Regions from separate parts of the Sus scrofa genome. Here region 1 is linked to region 2. The links are chromatin contacts, called in public Hi-C maps. All regions are on one chromosome and are shown on one strand. Each heading gives the region's core, a stretch centred on a gene start, on an enhancer-like site or on the middle of the called end of the contact. The rest is flanking DNA. Distances are from core to core; before and after follow the strand shown.

Region 1 (3,958 bases), core at 515-3,014, 580 kb before region 2:
AAGGAAAATAACGAAAGCAAGCTTTTCTAGAATGTTTACTCTGTGCCAGGGACTATCCTAGCATGTTACATAATACAATCCATCTTCACAACAATTGTATGAGGTAGTTTCTATGATCCCACATTACGGTTGAAACAAACTGAGGTTACTTAACTTGCCCAAAGTCGCATTAGAAGGCTAAGGGAAGCTTTAGAGGAGGAGGTTACCTTCGAGAGCAGGGATGGATTCTGCCAGCAGCTGGGCACAGAAGGGCATCACCCTGGCCCCTGTAAGACCCAGCTTTGGGGCTGGGAACAGGGCTTGGACTGAAACAATTATACGGCTTCCCAGACCTGAGCTCCCACCCTCTGCTATCCTTCCCTGCTTCCTGGCTCCGCACCCATCTGCTTCCTGCCCGTTCTGTCCCCCAGCTCAGGTTTCCTGTGGAAAGCAGCCAGGATGGGCTGCTCACACTCGGGGCCAGGAGTAGCCACTTCCTCAAGCAGCACTACCCGCTGGGGAGGGGGTGATCACAGGAAGGGGGCGCTTCCGGGGCCCCAAAGGAGACTTGCACCCTCCCTTCCAAGTTAATTCTTGTTTGCATGAAATCGTCCCACACAGAGACAATGCTCAAAAATCAGTCCTTGCCCCTGACCCTTCATCCCCTCGGCCCAGGACCACATAACATCACCTCTACTTAGCGGGGGCCCCACCTTACCCCCACCTTACTAACATGCTGGATCCTTCGAGAATTTCCTCCTCCCCTCCCCCACACAAGGGACTGAATACTTTCTCCTGCCCCCGCGCAAGTGTACCCGGGCTCAGGAGTTCGACCTTCCCAACCCACCCCTGAAGGGCTAAGTCTAGGGATTGGGGGTCGCGGGTGGGAAGGTTTCCCAGGACAGTGAGAGGAAGACAGGGAAGAGAAGTGTCAGGTTCCGCCAAGTGCCCTCTCGACAGATCCCCAAAGTTTTTTCTTGGGCTTCGCGGGGCCCACCTTCGAAGCGGGGCGCAGTGTTGTCCTGGAGTCAGCGGGGGTCCCAGTGTGTCTGCTCGGAGTTTAAGAGAAGGAACGGGACTCTGCTGGGGTCTCACCCTCGCTACGCGCCGGTGTCCGGGCCGCTCTGGACTGGACAGACCCCGCCGTCGGGCCCCTCAGCCGGTCCCCACCCCGAGGCCCCAGCGCCGGCCTCTGCCCGCCCGCGGAGAGCGGCCCTTCCTCTCCCACGCCCCCCTCCGCTCGCGGGCCCTGCCCAGGAGCTGGTAGAGCCCGGCGGCTCTGGGAGGGGCCTAGGCCGGGAGGGGCCTAGAGCTGCAGACTAAAGGAAAGCATTTGTAGGGCTCTCGGGTGGAAAGTGAGCAGGCTTCACTGCCGCCATGCCCATGGGATTAGCGCTGGAATCGCTTCCCTGCAGATGCTGAGCAGACACCGGGAGTCACCGTTTAGCCGGGTCCTCAAGCACTTGCGGAACGCAACGCCCTTCGGAACCTGCAGGTCCCCCCGCCAAGACTCTCCTTCTGGTGTCCTAGTCCCGCCTCTGTCTGTGTGTCCCACCCCCATCTAGATCCCTCCCCCTTGTCCCAGCTCCTTTCCGGGTCCCTGGTCCTGACCTCCTCCTTTCCATCCCTTTAGGCTCCCCCCACTGCCCCCCCCCCCCGCGCCTCCCGCCAGTCTAGCGATCCTGGGAGTGGAAATCTTTGGTCCCACTTCTGGACCCCCTCAGCCCCGCCCTATCCCCGCCCCCGCCCCAGGCTCCGCCCCGCCCCTGCCAGGCTCTCTCAGCCTCTGGCCCGGAGCGCCCTCTGGCGTCTGCGCATGCTCCTTGCTCCCGACTGCAAAGTCCTCCAAAGAGACCTTCTAGGCTGCGCGCCGGTCGCCCCCAATCGGGTCCGCCCGCCCGCAGCGTCTCGTTGGTGCTGCCGGTGACCTCCGACCCCGCGGCTGCGGGGCGGGGAGGCCTCAGCTCCGGGCGGGCGGCGGCTGTCTGCAGCGGGACCCGGGAGCGGGGCCCGGCGCCGCCCGGGCCGCGGGGCGATGTGAGTCGGGGCGCGGCGGGGCGGGGACAAGGCGGCTCCACCGAGGCCGCGCCGCGCCGCACCGCAGTCTCCGCTCCCTCCCGAGGAAGCCCCTGGCGGGCGGGCGGTGGAGCCCGGGCTGGGGGGCGGGGATCTAGGGACGACGCGCGGCCCCGACCTCCCCTATTCCTTCTCGGGATCTAGAAATTCCCCTGTCAACCCTGTCACCTAAATCTGCCTCTAATCCCCCGGATCCACCCCACCCCCACCCTCTGGATACACCTTCGCGTGTCCTGGACCTTCAGAACCCCCTCACTCCTGCGAATTCCCCTGGTATGCCCACAGAAACCACCATTCTCTCCTGGATACCACCAGATGTTTCCACCGCCCTGAAATTCCTGAGTCTTCATATTCCCTCATTCTCCTTGCACTGTGCTCAAATCCAAAAAAATTTGCCCACGTTTCCCCAATCCCTCTCATACATTTTGAATCCCCAATAACCTCATACTCCCACCCCCAATCCACCCCATCTCAGACCAGAGCCGTCTCCTGCCTCTCCACCCCATGTAGCCCCCCCCCCATTGGGCTGTCATGCTATATCCTGGTATCTTAAAGAGAATTGAAGGGGACAGGAAAAGGTGCAGCGCCCTCCCCCATCTTGCACCCTGCAGCTCCTGGTTTCACCCCCAGACTCCCTCTTGGTGGCTCAAGCCTCAATATTTACCCAGCTGCCTGTTCTAGTCCTTGCACACCTTCCTCATCCTGCTGCCCCCCTCCAGGAAGTAAGCCAAACCAAGAGGGTGGGAGCCCTTTTACCTGGGAAGTTGTCCAAGGATGCTGAGCAACAAAGGGTCCTGGGAAATGACATTGCTTTTCTAGAGCAGGAGGGTGGGATTTCAGGGATTTCCTGGGTCCTGGCTTGTCAACTAGTCCACCTAGGGCTCAGATTACTGAAGTTTTGGTTGGTTGGCAGCATTTATGTTAAATTTCCAGCCTTTCAGAACTTGGAGAACAGAAAAATCTATCAAGCGTCCGAATGTGAGATCGTAGGAGCTTGTCCTGGAAGAGGAAAATGTTGATTTTAGTGATGTTTGTCCTCCCTACTAACCTCTAGAGGTTATTGAAGCTAGAAGCTCTGCAGCTGACAGCTGTTTCCCTTCAAAACTCAGGCCTTGGGGTGGGAGTTGGGGGAGTGGAGGATCAACCTGGCAGACTCCCAGATATAAGTTAGCAACAGAAAAGACGGGACTATTGGGTTCCTGACTCTTAAGCCATTGCTTTTCCAGTATATCTTAGTGTCCTTTTGAGAAAGCTCTCTGCAGAGTTCAAGTTCTCTGCAAAGGTAAGGTGGTGATCTTGGTTGTAATAGGATTCAGATGGACATGTGACTTAAAAATGCCCTGGGCTGCCTTAGACTCACTGATGCCAGAGGGGGCCTCTCAGGGTCTATGGGGCTTGGAGTTCATGGTCCCTTTGCCTTTGATCTCATGTTCGTCCTAGATGTTTCTATTTCTTTTTTTTTTCTTTTTTCTTTTGTCCTTTTTGCCATTTCTTGGGCCACTCCCGCTGCATATGGAGGTTCCCAGGCTAGGGGTCGAATCAGAGCTGTAGCCGCCGGCCTACACCAGAGCCACAGCAACATGGGATCCGAGTCACATCTGCAACCTACACTACAGCTCACGGCAAAGCTGGATCCTTAACTCACTGAGTGAAGCCAGGGATGGAACCCGCAACCTCATGGTTCCTAGTCGGATTTGTTAACCACTGAGCCATGACGGGAACTCCAATAGATGTTTCTATTTCATTAGGACGTGCAACAGATATCCAGGTGGGGTGAACTGAGAGCAAGTCATTTTCATTAACAATTGGGGGTGAAGATGGAAGGTTTCTGCTAACCTGTGGTCTCTGTCTCCTATGCTAGGTGAGCCCCAGGGAGATCCAGGTGACTTCTCTGCAGACGGCT
Region 2 (4,317 bases), core at 779-3,278:
AAAACAAAACCTGTCCCCAAATTTTTAGCAGTGGAGACAGTACTGGGTTAGCTTTCTGAAACCTACCAGTTGGATGACCTGCACATGAGATTATAAAAATGGGCACCATACACAGCCTACTCTATGTGGCAAGCACTGCTGTGCTACATGCTTCTCAAGTCCTGGAAAGGAAATCTCCCTTTCTTCCATCAACATCAGCCACTGCTGTGGAGCAGAACCCCATAAGCCAGAAACTTATTTCTCCAATCCTAGGGAGTTAAAAATGCTCCTGGATTTCTCCTGTCTGGATCGCCACAAAATAACTGCTTCTGAAAAATTCCCTGGCAAGATATACAAGCGTTTTTTTGGTTTGTTTGTTTGTTTTTACCAAATGGGCTTTCCAGCATAAACTCTTCCCCCTCCAACATACAGCAAAGTTTGGAGCGTTGGCACGTGCTTCTTTATGAGCAATGCTCTTCCATTTCTTATCGTCCGAAGAAATCCCATCATCCTTGCCAGTCCAAAGAGTGGCAATGCAGAGCCCTCCGAGGCTGTTGGTAGCTCAACACGTCAGTTGACCACGGAACTGAACTTGGTCCGGTTACAGCACAAAACCGTAAAGTATTAATTACTTGGTCACCTGTCAATCTCCACCAGGCTGGGGAGGTTCCTATCGACCTCCTTACCCACTCTCCTCTCAGCACATACATGGATGCTTGGTACACACCAACTGCTCCATGCTCGGCTGTCAACAGAGATTTTCTCTCACCCTAACGAAAATCCCACAAGACCATTAAGTTTCTATTAACACCAACTGAGAAAACGTCAACATACTAGCAAAAAATCAAACCAAGGGATGGTTGTGGACTGAGCTAATGAGTGAAGCCTGATACATTCAAAGCGACACAGAGAGGTGAAAGAAAAAGGACTGTACTACGTTCCTAAGGGAGCGAGAGTTCACAAGACCAAGCAACAAGAAAAAATGCCAGTGATATAAAAACAAGTTGTGCAGCTTCCGGGAAAAAGAATGCACAGGGCTCGCAATCTTCGAAGACTGAAGTTCCAGGCGCCGAATGGACAGGCCTTACAGCCCGGGCAAGAAAGGCAGACTGCTTGGTTGGGCTCCAAGACGGAGGTGTGCGGTTCTGCCCCGGAGATCCGGGCGGGGAGGAGAGGAAATGACGAGCCTAAAGTGGGTGGTAACGGCGCCTGGCTGGAGACCCGGGCCGAGCTGGGAGGAGGGGCGCAGCCAGACCGGGGAGTGGGCGCACTAACGGATCAAAGGGACGGCGGGGGCGGGCCGGCCCCCCCCTCTCCGCGCCGCACGCAAGGCCCCGTGGCCGGGGCGCGCGTCCTCCCTGGGTCTCCCTCCCGACTCAAGAGGACTGAGATACCCAGACCCGCTTACGGAGAAGTGGGGTGCGCGGGCCCCGCGGGGAGTGATTTCCCTTCCAGGGCTAGAGCGTGGTGAGTGCTAGGGCAGGCTAAAGAGTGAGGCCGAACGACCAGGAGAAAACCGCCGAGGCCCGGGCGCGCGTGTGTGTGTCTGTGTGTATACCTGAGCGTGGGGGCCTTCGTGGCAGTCAAACCCGCCACCCCCGGGCCTGGAGCTTGAGAACCTAGGCCTAAGGGTAGAAACAACCGGGACGCATGGCCAACTGGCCCTGACACCCTGCAAAGGGCTGGACCCCAAGGTGCCTGCTCCCGAGAGCGCCATCCCTGCGCGGGGCAGCCCTCTGCAGGCCTCGGCAGGGAGTACCCCGGAGCGCTTGCAGGCTCCAAGCCGAGGCCGCCAGCAGCCCCGCTCGGTTAGGCTCAGCTCGACTCCCCGGGCTCGACGGGAGCCTGGGCCTCTCCTGAGTGGTCAGCGAGACCCGCCAATCGGGGCGCTGGGGCCGGCTCTGGGCCGCTGGATATTGGCTCCTCACACTCACCGTGCCTCGCTCCCCCGGTTCGCTGCCCGCGCTGATTGGCTCCAGTACCGGACCCCGAAACCCAATCAGAGGCTCCAGCCGCCGCTGCCGCCGCCACTGCCGCTGCCTCGCAAAATGGCGAAGCCGAACAAAGGGGAATCGGGCCTCCCTCCAACTGCCTCCGCGCAGGCGCCTCTGAGACCACGCCCCCTAACCCGAGCTCTGGGCTCGCCCCATCCCCGTTGAGAGAGCACTGCGCAGGCGTACGATGAAGCCACGCCCACTTCCCTAATTAGATTCCTCCCCCGGCCGAAGGAATACGCAGGCGCTCTCTTGACGCGCCGGACCCTTCAACTCAAAACACCGCCCTGAGCACAGGACCACGCAGGCGCTAACCAATTCCTTTGCCAACTGCCCACCCCTTCTATGCGGCCTCTGGAGACACACCCCTGGGACTAATGCGCAAGCGCCGCTCTATCCAACTCGCGGCCGCTATCTCGTTACGCATGCCCGGGCGGCGGCGGGATACTCTACGGAGTTTACCGCCGGAAGTTCGGCGACCAGCACCAAAGAGTGCAGGTCCGGCTAGCTAGCTAGAAGGGCTCGTTTCCGCCCCACTCCCGGGTGGTGGGCGGCCATTTTAGGTGCGTGCAATTAAGGACTGTGGTGGGATTGGCTCTACAAGCGGACTAGTCCGCTGGTCCCCACCTACCAGAGCCCTTCCCCGCGGGGCGGGACCTCCTAACGGCGGACTCCTTTCCAGGTGAAGGGTACCTGGTACGTTGGAGCTTTGAACGAGGCTCCCCGCTCCCTCCCACGGGACCCCGGACAGGCCATTTGGCCTCGCTGATCCGCCCCAGGGTAGGAGAGAGAATGGGAGGCTTCTCTAAACTTCCCCCGTTTCCCCCCAAAGATAGGGGGGAGCTTTCCTTGAGAGGCCGCCTTCTGTTTTCTCGTGCTCGCTCCCGCTGTATACACGCCCGCCCCCGCCCCCGTCCCGTTTGCTCCCTTGTTGCGGCTTAACGGGACCGTAGCCTTGGCCCACCTTTTTGCTTCTGGGCCACACCCAATGCGGAAATACTTTTGGATCGTGCACCGAAAAGGAGACTGCGAATCCGCCTTGCTCCGCGCTGGCTTGGGGAGAGGAGGAGGCGTGTCTTCGGGCCGCCTTTCTCTCCTGGAAAGCGCGAAACGGGAGCGGAGCCCTGCCGCCCCCCAACCCAGGCGTCCGCTTCTCTTTCTTGCCCAGAAGAGTTTTGCATTACTTTTTGAAGGCTGAACGAACTCCCATTCAGCGATAGGTGGGGGGCAGAAAAGTTAGTAAGTGGGTGGTCGGGGCAGTCTGAATGTAATATATTCAGGTTGCCTAAGCATTTTCACTTCCTTTCCCCTTCTTATAGCTGAAGAAACACTTAAATTCTGGAAATAGCGACTCTATCATGGCCGGCAGCCCTAATGAAGATTCAGAAGGAAGCAGAGTGCGTAACAACTATTAACTTATTGGTGAACTGAAATTCAGAGTAATTGAGGTCAAAAGCATAAACACTTTTTAATTAAACCAATAATTGAATTGTCTTTTTTTCTCTCTTCTGTTGATTTCCTTTAGAAAGGCCAATAAAATCCTAGGCAGAGGCCGCTCATCACTTTGTTTTACACATGCTTTAATTCGCTTTAGATAATTTTTTCAATTCTGAGGATTTGTCACTAAATCAAAAGGAGGAAGCGGGGAGAAGTGGTGGTGGGCACAGTAAAGGAAAATAAATAGCTTAGTCTTTTTCTGTAGCTTCGTCTTTTTTTTTGGTATCTAATAAAACATTTTCTTTCCCTTTGCACATTTTAGATTACTTATGTGAAAGGAGACCTTTTCGCATGCCCCAAGACAGACTCTTTAGCGCACTGCATCAGTGAGGATTGTCGAATGGGCGCTGGGATAGCTGTCCTCTTCAAGAAGAAATTTGGAGGGGTGCAGGAACTGTTAAGTCAACGTGAGTTCTGAGAAGAGCTCCAACTCATCTGCCCTGGCTAGAGCATCTTTTGACCTCCTGTTGTACTTGATTATGAAACAAGATATACCCGTATGGGTGGGATTCCAAACCACTGAGTCCTTTTAACCGTGAAGATTAGGTTTTTCTTCATAAAAAAACGGCCTCTAGTTTGGATCCTTTTCCTACCAAATCTGAGTTTTTGTAAAAGTCTTTAATTTCTTCCTAAATCTGTCTTGATAATAACTGCTTCTCTGAAACCTTTCATAACTGAAGTGCTTTAACCAAGTCCATGGGTATTAATTTGGCACTCAAGATCTTCTTTACCCGTATTGTACTTATTCTTCAAAGAGGAGTCTAGAAAGTTCCTTACAGATCCCTTCCATCACTTTCTACCAATGATTTTAAACCAGACATGTGTATTAGAATCACTTGTGGAGCTT

What was found. A called contact is a pair of places that touch in the nucleus more often than the background predicts.
Region 1: a contact with region 2 is called in a Hi-C map of liver, with 6 times the contacts expected there. The contact joins the promoter of FRS3 here to the promoter of NFYA in region 2. A contact is called at or near these places in 2 of 47 Hi-C or Micro-C datasets (heart right ventricle and liver) and 1 of 2 datasets of contacts at active chromatin or transcription factors (alveolar macrophages).

Annotation. Positions count from the first base shown.
Region 1 is chr7:36,967,483-36,971,440 of Sscrofa11.1, reverse strand. It overlaps FRS3 (fibroblast growth factor receptor substrate 3), which reads left to right and starts at 1,764. Exons shown (of 7, transcript XM_005665964.3): 1 at 1,764-2,016; 2 at 3,917-3,958.
Region 2 is chr7:36,384,426-36,388,742 of Sscrofa11.1, reverse strand. It overlaps NFYA (nuclear transcription factor Y subunit alpha), which reads right to left and starts at 2,028. Exons shown (of 10, transcript NM_001243295.1): 1 at 1,914-2,028. It overlaps OARD1 (O-acetyl-ADP-ribose deacetylase 1), which reads left to right and starts at 2,335. Exons shown (of 6, transcript XM_005665959.3): 1 at 2,335-2,471; 2 at 3,293-3,370; 3 at 3,733-3,877. The coding sequence starts at 3,332.